Regions from separate parts of the Mus musculus genome. Here region 2 is linked to region 1. The links are chromatin contacts, called in public promoter capture Hi-C maps. All regions are on one chromosome and are shown on one strand. Each heading gives the region's core, a stretch centred on a gene start, on an enhancer-like site or on the middle of the called end of the contact. The rest is flanking DNA. Distances are from core to core; before and after follow the strand shown. Region 1 holds the start of 1700001J04Rik (RIKEN cDNA 1700001J04 gene). Region 2 overlaps Gm31724 (a long non-coding RNA gene).

What was found. Promoter capture Hi-C pulls out the DNA fragments that hold promoters and counts their contacts.
Region 2: a promoter capture Hi-C map of hippocampal neurons shows a contact between it and region 1, with 3 times the contacts expected there. The contact joins the enhancer-like site here to the promoter of 1700001J04Rik in region 1. A contact is called at or near these places in 8 of 39 promoter capture datasets (the 3T3-L1 cell line, the HPC-7 cell line, cranial neural crest and 5 more) and 1 of 115 datasets of contacts at active chromatin or transcription factors (embryonic basal ganglia).

The regions. Positions count from the first base shown.
Region 1 is chr11:114,184,296-114,188,642 of GRCm38.p6, reverse strand. It overlaps 1700001J04Rik (RIKEN cDNA 1700001J04 gene), which reads left to right and starts at 1,894. Exons shown (of 3, transcript NR_166725.1): 1 at 1,894-2,172; 2 at 2,269-2,512; 3 at 2,903-3,205.
Region 2 is chr11:114,561,689-114,566,035 of GRCm38.p6, reverse strand. All of the region lies in intron 1 of Gm31724 (a long non-coding RNA gene), which reads left to right. Among named protein-coding and RNA genes, the nearest start is that of Gm31724, 48 kb to the left of the region's middle. Within about 2 kb of position 2,580, at least 9 of the 459 cell types and tissues checked have an H3K27ac peak or open chromatin away from gene starts, as enhancers often do. A contact at or near this core is called in hippocampal neurons, where this site is marked.

The DNA of each region.
Region 1 (4,347 bases), core at 645-3,144:
TTGGAGAAACTGCCTGCTGTCCTGTCCCTGGAGATTCTCACTCTTCCCAGAGTCATCCCCTCCTGAAGACATCAGGCAGGTCAGAACCAAGGTTTAGGGGTCAGGCTATGCAGGGTCTGGGCTACCAGGGCTCTGGTTCTAAGTGAACCTGGACTGAAAATCAGAAGTCAGCATCAAAGTGCTTGTACCTCCTGATCATGAGGTTCAAGCCATCACCTCTGCTGTTTTTAGACCTGGCATGCTACATATACAGCCCTTGCATGATGTGTGTGTGTGTGTGTGTGTGTGTGTGTGTGTGTGTGTGCGTGTGTGTGTGAGAGAGAGAGAGACAGAGAGACAGAGAGACAGAGAGACAGAGACAGACAGAGACAGATAGACACACAGAGAGAGACACAGAGAGAGGCAGGCAGGCAGAGACAGAGAAAGAATATATGCACATACATGCCTGTGAGTGTCTGTGTGTGCACAGGACTTGTGTGCCTGTGGGTGTGGAGGCCAAAGGACAGTCCCAGGCATCATTCCTCCAGAACCATTCATCTATTTTTGGACACAGCATCTTTCACTGGCCTGGAACTCACCAAAGAGGCAAGGTTGCCTGGACAGTGAGCCAAGGGATCCATCTGTCTCTGTCTCCCCACCACTGGGATGACAGGCATAGAAGGACACACCTCGCTTGTCATTCTTGTCCTACATGGGGTCTGGGGTGGCATTCAGTGAGGCAAGCACTTGGAGCCATCTCCCCACCTCCACTGTGTGCTTCTGACCTTTGTACCCAGGCCCAGCTGAAGCTGCAGCTCCAATCCCAAGGACCCCTTGTCTGTATCCGTGTGTCCTTAAAGCTGCCTTACCTAGGACCTTGTCTCCACCTTCCCTGCCTTGTCCTTCCTTGCTGCTCTCATCATCCGCTGCTTCAGCTCCTCTGAAATCATGTCATATTTCTGCCACCCACTTGTCACATCTGGGCCATACCCCACCCCTTGCCACTATGTCACTAGGCTGCTGGCACCAGGCTACAGGCCTGGCCTCAGCTCCTCATCACCCCAATGTCATTCATTTCTCTCAAGCCTGTCTCTTTGCACCCTGTCACCCTTCATCCACCACCCCCCCCTGTCTTGAACACAGTAGATCTTGGACTCACATCAACACCTGGGAGCTGGTTGGTAAGAAATCCAAGTTCTCCACAGGCTAGACTAAGAAGTCAGACACTCTCAGGGTGGAGGCCAGTGATCTGTTTGTACAGGCCCTCGGCTGATGTTGATGCTGGCAAGGCTGAGAAGTGTTACCTAGTAGGTCCTCTCAGAAGCTTCAAGAATACTCTTTCCAAAGACCAAGCCAAGTCCTCGAATTCTCCTACCCAGCACCCATGGGTCTCGTCTCCTCCCCTCCGTGCCCCTTCCTTCCCCTCCCCTCCTCTCTTCCTCCTTACTCCCACTTCCCCTACCTCTCTCTCTATTGCCCCCTCCCCTCTCCCATCTTTGTTCAGAATGAACTCCTTAAATGCAAGAGTGGAGGTCCTGTGCATCTGGTGGAGACACACTTTACAGCCTCCTGCCCTCTCCTGCTGGCCCAGTTCTTTGCCCATCAAACTGTTCCTCCCTTTAACTCCCAAAAGAGTCATGCCCAAATACCAGGTCCTGCTTCTCACTGATCCGAGGCCACCCTTAGCATAGCATAACTGTTTGGGGACACATTTTCCTTCCTGTCCCCAATGAAGCTCCAAATCAAGGGTAGAGTTCATGGTCTAATTGAACAATAGCTCCAGGGCTGGATACTGAGCTGATGCAGATCAGTTGTGAATACATAAGGGATGACAGCCCCGCCCCACCCAGCCCCGCCCCACCCAGCCCCACCCCGGCTGCCTCTAAGAGTCCTTCCTCCACCTCCTACTGACTTACTCACTCTACCATCTTGTCACAGCACTTACACTCTTAGGGCCCCTGGGATATCTATTAATCTGACTATATCCTGTCACCCTTCTGGGCCAAACCATTCTGCTGGCAGATCCCATGTGGGAAGAGAGTGAGCAGGGGAGGGTCCATTCCCCATCCTGAGGTTGTTGGTGGAAGACGTTCACAGGATTCCTCCTTCAGGTCCCTTCAGATGGCCCCCACTAACTTAGGGGTTACAGGGTACCTTTGACTGCAGGTCACCTTCCTGTGACTTGACTTACAGGTGCAGAACACCATGGGGTAGCATTTCTTTATCCTCTTTTTTTAGCCGATTCCCTCCCTGACTAGATTTACCTTCTGTCTCATGTCTGGATTTTAGAATGGGCTTGCATTTCCTGTACACACAGCGATGGCTGGGCATCCTGGAAGTGGGGCAGGCAGCTGAAGAACAGAGAAGCAAGGTTTCCACCTCACCCTACCGTACACATGCTTTGGACTTTGGAATCGAAGTTCAGGGGGCATCTTAGACCTGCCAGTTTGAGGACGGACTCAGTCAAGAGGCACAGCGGGGGCCCCTGTGCAGGATGCTCATACCGGGCTAAAGAGACGAGCACTCATGCGAGGTGGGATGTTACAAAGGTCCCTACATCTCTTGGTGCTACCCTTGAGAACCGGACCCAGGCCTACAAAGCTCCTCCAAACCCAGACAATAGAGTCCTTCAATGCCCAGCTTCAAAAATGGGGAGGTAATAAAGGTAACAGGTGGACGGACAGTCCCTTACAACCTTCCGCTTCTGACTGAACAGATCAACACAGTTTGGCCCATTTCCCCCCTCATCTACATTCCTAAACAGCTCTAGAAGAGCCTGAGCCCCTCCCCCTCCCCTTCCCCCCTCCCCTTCCCCCCTCCCTTCATCCTCCTTCCCTCCCCACAACCATCTGCCCAAGGTTCATCACGATGTCCTGGGGTCCTATCTCATTTGCCTTCTTGGAAACACCCTGTTACCCTTCAGCAATGATGCGAGAGAGCTGGGCTCTGGCTAACTTCGGTCGCCTAGCAACCCTAACAGACAGACAGCCTGGCCAGTCACCGTTGGCCGTTGATATCCACCTGCTTCCTGAAGCTAGAGGGAGCCACAAATCAAGTGCTGCCCCACCCGGCCTCCACTCTCCCTGCCACCAACACCTGACCTTCTTCAAGCCCCTAAAGAGGCAGCTGGGTGACCACTGCTTCTCACCTCGCCCTTTGCCCTCCACCTGAGACCCATTCTGCAGCTTAATCTGTGACATTTAACATAAATAGTTTTCTATTCCCAGCTGACCTTTAATAGCTTTTATCATCAACTGCGGTTCCTGGCAGCCGTACAAAAGCTGCTATCTGTTGCCTCCGTCCCTCCCAACAGAATACCCAAGGAGCCCCTAGCTTTCTCCATGTGAAGCCTGGGGGCCCCTGGAGATGTCTGCTGAGCCTGGAGCTTGCCACTCTCCACCAGGAAATATCGTTCTGTGTTTCAATTAGAATTAGCGGGGAAGCCAGTTATTAAGTGGTTAGTTATTAGGGTAATAGAGACACTCCACATTAACAGGGGCAGCTGCTCGCTTTCCTCTAATGGCCACTTCCAGCCCTGAATCCCTCCCCGATGCTCTATTGTAAATGTGCAGAATGGAAATGGGAGGGAGCAGGTCAGAAAGGGGTGGGTTCTGAGGCTCCTCCTCCCTACTGCGCCCCTCCCACGTGGATAGCATCCCCGAGAAGTGAGGTGCAGAGGTCACTTCAGCCATTCCAAAGTGTGTCTTCACACCCTCAGAAGCAGAAGTCACTGTCTGGGCTGGCGGCCACTTCCTCCGACCCACTCTGAGTCTCTCTCCTCATAAATGGACTCTGTCACCACTGGACACCTCTCTCAGGGGTTTGGGCTATTTTCGCTGTTTTGGGGTGGAACCCCAGTCTTGCCTATGTTACCATGGTACCGTGGAACTGCACCGGGCTCCCAAGGTTTGGGTTTTGCCAAAGGTTCTGGAGACTCTGAAGGTTCAGAGAAGTGACCAAGGGCCCACAAGCTTGAAGACAAGAGAGCTGGGCTCTGGCTCCATTCAGCCAGATGACTCCAGGTAAGTCACATGACCTCTAGGGGGCAGTGTACAAGTCTCTCCTCGGATACATAGGTTTGGTCTCCTTCCCAGCCACCGTTTTACCCCAGGGCACCCAAAGTGCATGGCTTTCATTGTAGAAGCAAGTCAGAGAAGATGGTCTACAGCCATGGTAGCAAATTCAGTTAGGGCCCATCAGTATCAGCAGTGGGCCTGGCATCCTGGTCCTACTTCACTGATGCCCAGAGATCTGTTAGTGGAGATGCTCTCAGAATCTGCTCTCCTCCAGGAGTAGGCTAGATAAGAGTAACTCTGCAGACGACTATCTGAGCTTATCCTGTGGGTTCCAATCTTGTGCACCACATGA
Region 2 (4,347 bases), core at 1,331-3,830, 380 kb before region 1:
ACATGTAAGTACACTGTAGCTGTCTTCAGACACACCAGAAGAGGGCGTCAGATTTCGTTACAGATGGTTGTGAGCCACCATGTGGTTGCTGGGATTTGAACTCTGGACCTTCGGAAGAGCAGTCGGGTGCTCTTACCCACTGAGCCATCTCACCAGCCCCCTCAAGACAGTTTCTAAGAGCCCCTAACAATCTAAGAGCCCCTAGCAATAGCACCTTTGCATAGTGGGTTCCAGCAATGGTCAGGGTGGGTCAGGGTGACTTTCTTTGAATGAACACTCTTTGAACCCAGGAAGCAGGTGGGTGGAGGAAGGAATGTCGCTATCTGTTTTATGATTAGCATACCTTGGAGCATTGAGTTTACTACTCTTTCACTCTCACTAACCAGTAAGGAGGGTTTGCAGGTAAATTCTCTCCCCACACCAGACTGTAATGCTTGTCTTATCCCAGGCATCCCCTGTGGTTGGTAGGAAACAGAGTTCTCATTGCTTAGCAAGACAGAGTTGCAGCTACTTCTGGAGCCATTTGTTCTGCCCCCTCCATGGCAAGCCTCCTGCCCTGCCCCGTCCGGCAGGTCTCTGCTCTCATATCTGTGATGTTCTGCTTGTTCTAATAAACCGCTCATGGGTAGGGCTGTACTTGGTGGCAGCGCACTTGTCTAGCATATGGGAAAGCCCCATGTTTCATCCCCACCCAGGCAGGGAGCAGGTAGCTTTCCCATCCTCCCTGGATTACAGTATCTCACTGTGTAGCTCAGGATAGCCTCAGACTCACATCCTGAACCCTGGGCTACCATGCCTGGCCTAGAACCTGTCCTTTTATATTTTAAAATTAATTTTATTTTGATACATGCCTATGTGCATGACCGCTGCATGCAGTACCAACAGCGGCCAGAAGAGGGCATCAGGTTCTCTGGAGCTGGAGTTACAGGTGGTTGCAAGCTACCCAACCTGGGTGCTGGGAACCAGACTCAGGTCTTTAGAAGAGGAGGAAGCCCTTTAAACCACTGAGTCATCTCTCCCTAAAATGGTAAAGTTGCTCTTTTATTCCTCCATTCATTCATCCATCTGTGCTCAGTCTTTGTCACCTCACCATGTCTGATCTGTCTGTCGCTGTTGAGGCAGCTCCATACAAATGGACCCCCATCTCACCTTGCATTACTGCACCCTGAATCTCTGCCCGGGACTCTCTCTAGAGGAGACACAGTGTCCTGCAGGGATGTTTGGAATGGAGGAAGACTTCACCCCCATCAGTGGGGCAAGAGCCCAGGTGAACAGCTTTAGTCTGTGATCGCTCATCTGGACAGTAAGAGACACAGCCAACTTGCTCTGTAGAGAAGCCCCAAGGGGGTGAGCTTGAGAGGGCACCCTTCATTGCCTTCCTCCTTTCTTGGTCTTGCTCCACCTCCTCCTATCAGGTCATCTCCCACATACCTGCATACCTGTCCTTGTGACAGGTTCTCTTGGGCTAATATGAAAGGCTTGTCTGGGGTGCAGAGAAAGAGTGCTGTGTCAGAGTCATCTCTGCCAGTGTGAATTCTGTCATCGACCTCAGTGCAGGGGAGCACTAGACAAGGACACAGCGCAACACAGTTCCTCCCAGCTACCTCGCCAGCTTTCCCAGCCAGGGCAGTGGTTCTCAGCCTTCCTAATGCTGCAACCCTTTAATCCAGCTAGCTGCTCCTGTTGTGGTCACCCCCAACCATAAGACTGTTCCTGTTGCTACTTCATTACTATCATTTTGGTATTGTTATGAATGATAATGTAAATATTGGGTTGATAGGATATCGGATATGTGGGCCCCCATGAAAGGTTATATTTGGTGCCTAAGGGGTCACAACTCACAAGTTGAGAACCAGCGATCTAGAACCAGCTCCTCCCCTTGGTGGCGGTTAACTAGGGAGGTTATCTAGGGCTTAACTAGGGAGGTTAACTAGGGCTTAACTAGGGAGGTATAGCACTAAGAACAGAGCCAATCTGTCACTAAGGGGAGTGTGCTTTCCCATGAGGCATCATGGGGCCATCATGACTTTGGGCTTGGGACACTTGACTTTGGAAGATGGGTACCAGCTAGGGGAGTCACTGGTCTGGTCGTAAGCACCTGGAAGTATAGAGCCAGACCTCAGGCTGGAGATCTGAAGGCTGGAGGCTTGACCGAGGTGCTGTCTGGCTCTCCTGCCGTATTGGCCCTCATAAGTACTCTTGTATATGGCTGGGTATCCCCCGCTCCGCCTAGCACAGGGCTCTGCAGCTGATTGCTCTGAAACCAGCACTGGGTAATTGGGGGGTGGCATCAGATCCCCAAATAGAAGCCAGAGCATATCCCTGATATCCAGGCACACCCAGCTCAAGGGCTCTTCTCTTAGGAGTGATGCAGCTGAACGTGTTAATGTCTTCATGGATGCCAAGCGGAGGTCCTGAGAGAGCTACAGTTGAGCTTGGGTGGAGGCCGGATCCCTGTCCAGATTATAAATGGCCTCCACCCTGACTCTCCAGTTCTCCCAGCCCAGGTCTCTTTCCCCTCTCCCAGTCTGAATCTGCCCGAAGGCCTGAATGTCAGCCATATGTTTCTGATGCTAGATTGCCGCACAGTGAGCCAGAAGGGCTGTTTGGGAAAGAGTACTCAGTCAAAGCTGTGTTTATACACACGAGGGCCAGGCATCTTTTTATTATGCAGAATTATACACTTCCTAACACATAGGCATTTTTCCTTTCCTGGGTGAATCTGCCACATGGGCGGTATGAGTCTGCTGCGGGTGGGGGTGGTGGGGTGGTGGCGGCTGCGAGTGCTGAGCCCCAAGCATCACAGATCTGATAGATGTGTGTGCAAGGGCACTGTAACCGAGATCTTATTCTCCCGAGAGGACCTGGGGACCTGGGCCCCAGCAACACTATTGTGTGTGTGGCGGAGCTTAACTGGAAGCCCCAGTTGGCTCTGCCTTGTGCCCCAGCTGCAGATGCTCTCCTTTCGTTCTGGAAGGAACGCATTAGACCTTTACCAGGAAGCATTTTCTAGAGTCCGCATTCGGGACTGCACAATTCTGACTTTAAAAAACTTGACACCGAGGCCCCCACCCTTGAGTTTAAGTTGAGCAGTCAATAACTATGATGACAGGGGTGACAAATGTCTTTTCTTTAGCCAGGTATGCTCATGCATGCCTGTCGCCCCTTTACAATCCCGGAAGTTGGGAGTTTGAGCCATGAGGATAGCCTGGGCTACAGCAATAAAAAGAAAAAGGAAGGGAAGGGGAAGGAGGAAGAGGAGGAGGAAGAAAGGTGGGAGGAGAAAGAAGAGAAGGGGAAGAAGAGGAAGAAGAAGAAGGAGAGGAGAAAGAAGAGGAAAATAAAGAGGAAGAATAAAAGAATAAGGAAAGAAGAAAGAGGAAGGAAGTGAAGGGTAGCTTTTTTTCTACTTTTAAGCTTAGGAGAGATAAGGAATGAGGGTTGGGCGATGTGGGTTGGAGCGGAGACGCCTTTGTACCAGCCCTCTGACGGAACTCACCTGTCTCCTCAGTTTTGCCTTGTCCTCATCACTGATGAAATGGGAATAGCATGTAAGGTGCCCAACACAGTGCCTGGTGCCTTGCCTTTGCCGAGTGATATTTTCTCCTGTGGCCATGATTCGAAGCGTTCTCTAAGGGTCAAGAAGTCAGTGGCTTCTACCCCAGTGGCCCGAGTTCTGCCAAAAGCAATCGCTCATCAAGTTGTCTTTGAAATGGGGGATGGATGAGTGTTGGGTCTGGAATCAGGGTCTCTTGTTAAGTAAAAGAGGAGCTGGGCAGTTAGCACCCTGGTGCTTCATCAGCTACAATGTGAGCCGTAATAGACTTGCCCCACAGGCTTGTGAAGGTGAGATTAATGGCGAGAGCTTGAGAGAAGCATACAAGCTGTTTAGTGTGCATGAAGCTCAACGCCACTTCGTGTCTGGTTTTATTAGCAGCAAGTATCCCAGTGAATAGTAGTTTACTATCTAAAAGCATTTTGATTTCTGTTCCCCCAACACCCCCAAATCCTCAGATTCAGCCAGGCCCCACTGAGCAGATAAGAGAGCAACTCGAAGGAGGTCAAAGAACTTGCTGGGTCTCCCTTGTGGATTGACGGTGGAGCCCCGACCGCACAGTTCTTTGGTTGGTTGTTAAATTATCATTTTTATTTTTTTGTCATATCTAGACATCTGATCTCTTGAGAATGCTTCAGACTTTAAATATTGAAGATGCTGGAGTTCTGGGGCATATAAGTCAACTCTCCTCTCCCTCTCTGACAGCCTGCTTCCACAAGGAAGTGTTTCAGGGGTCAAAAGGGTAAGAGGCCAAAGGAGTCAGAAAAGCCTATGGTGCTGTATTCCACCGT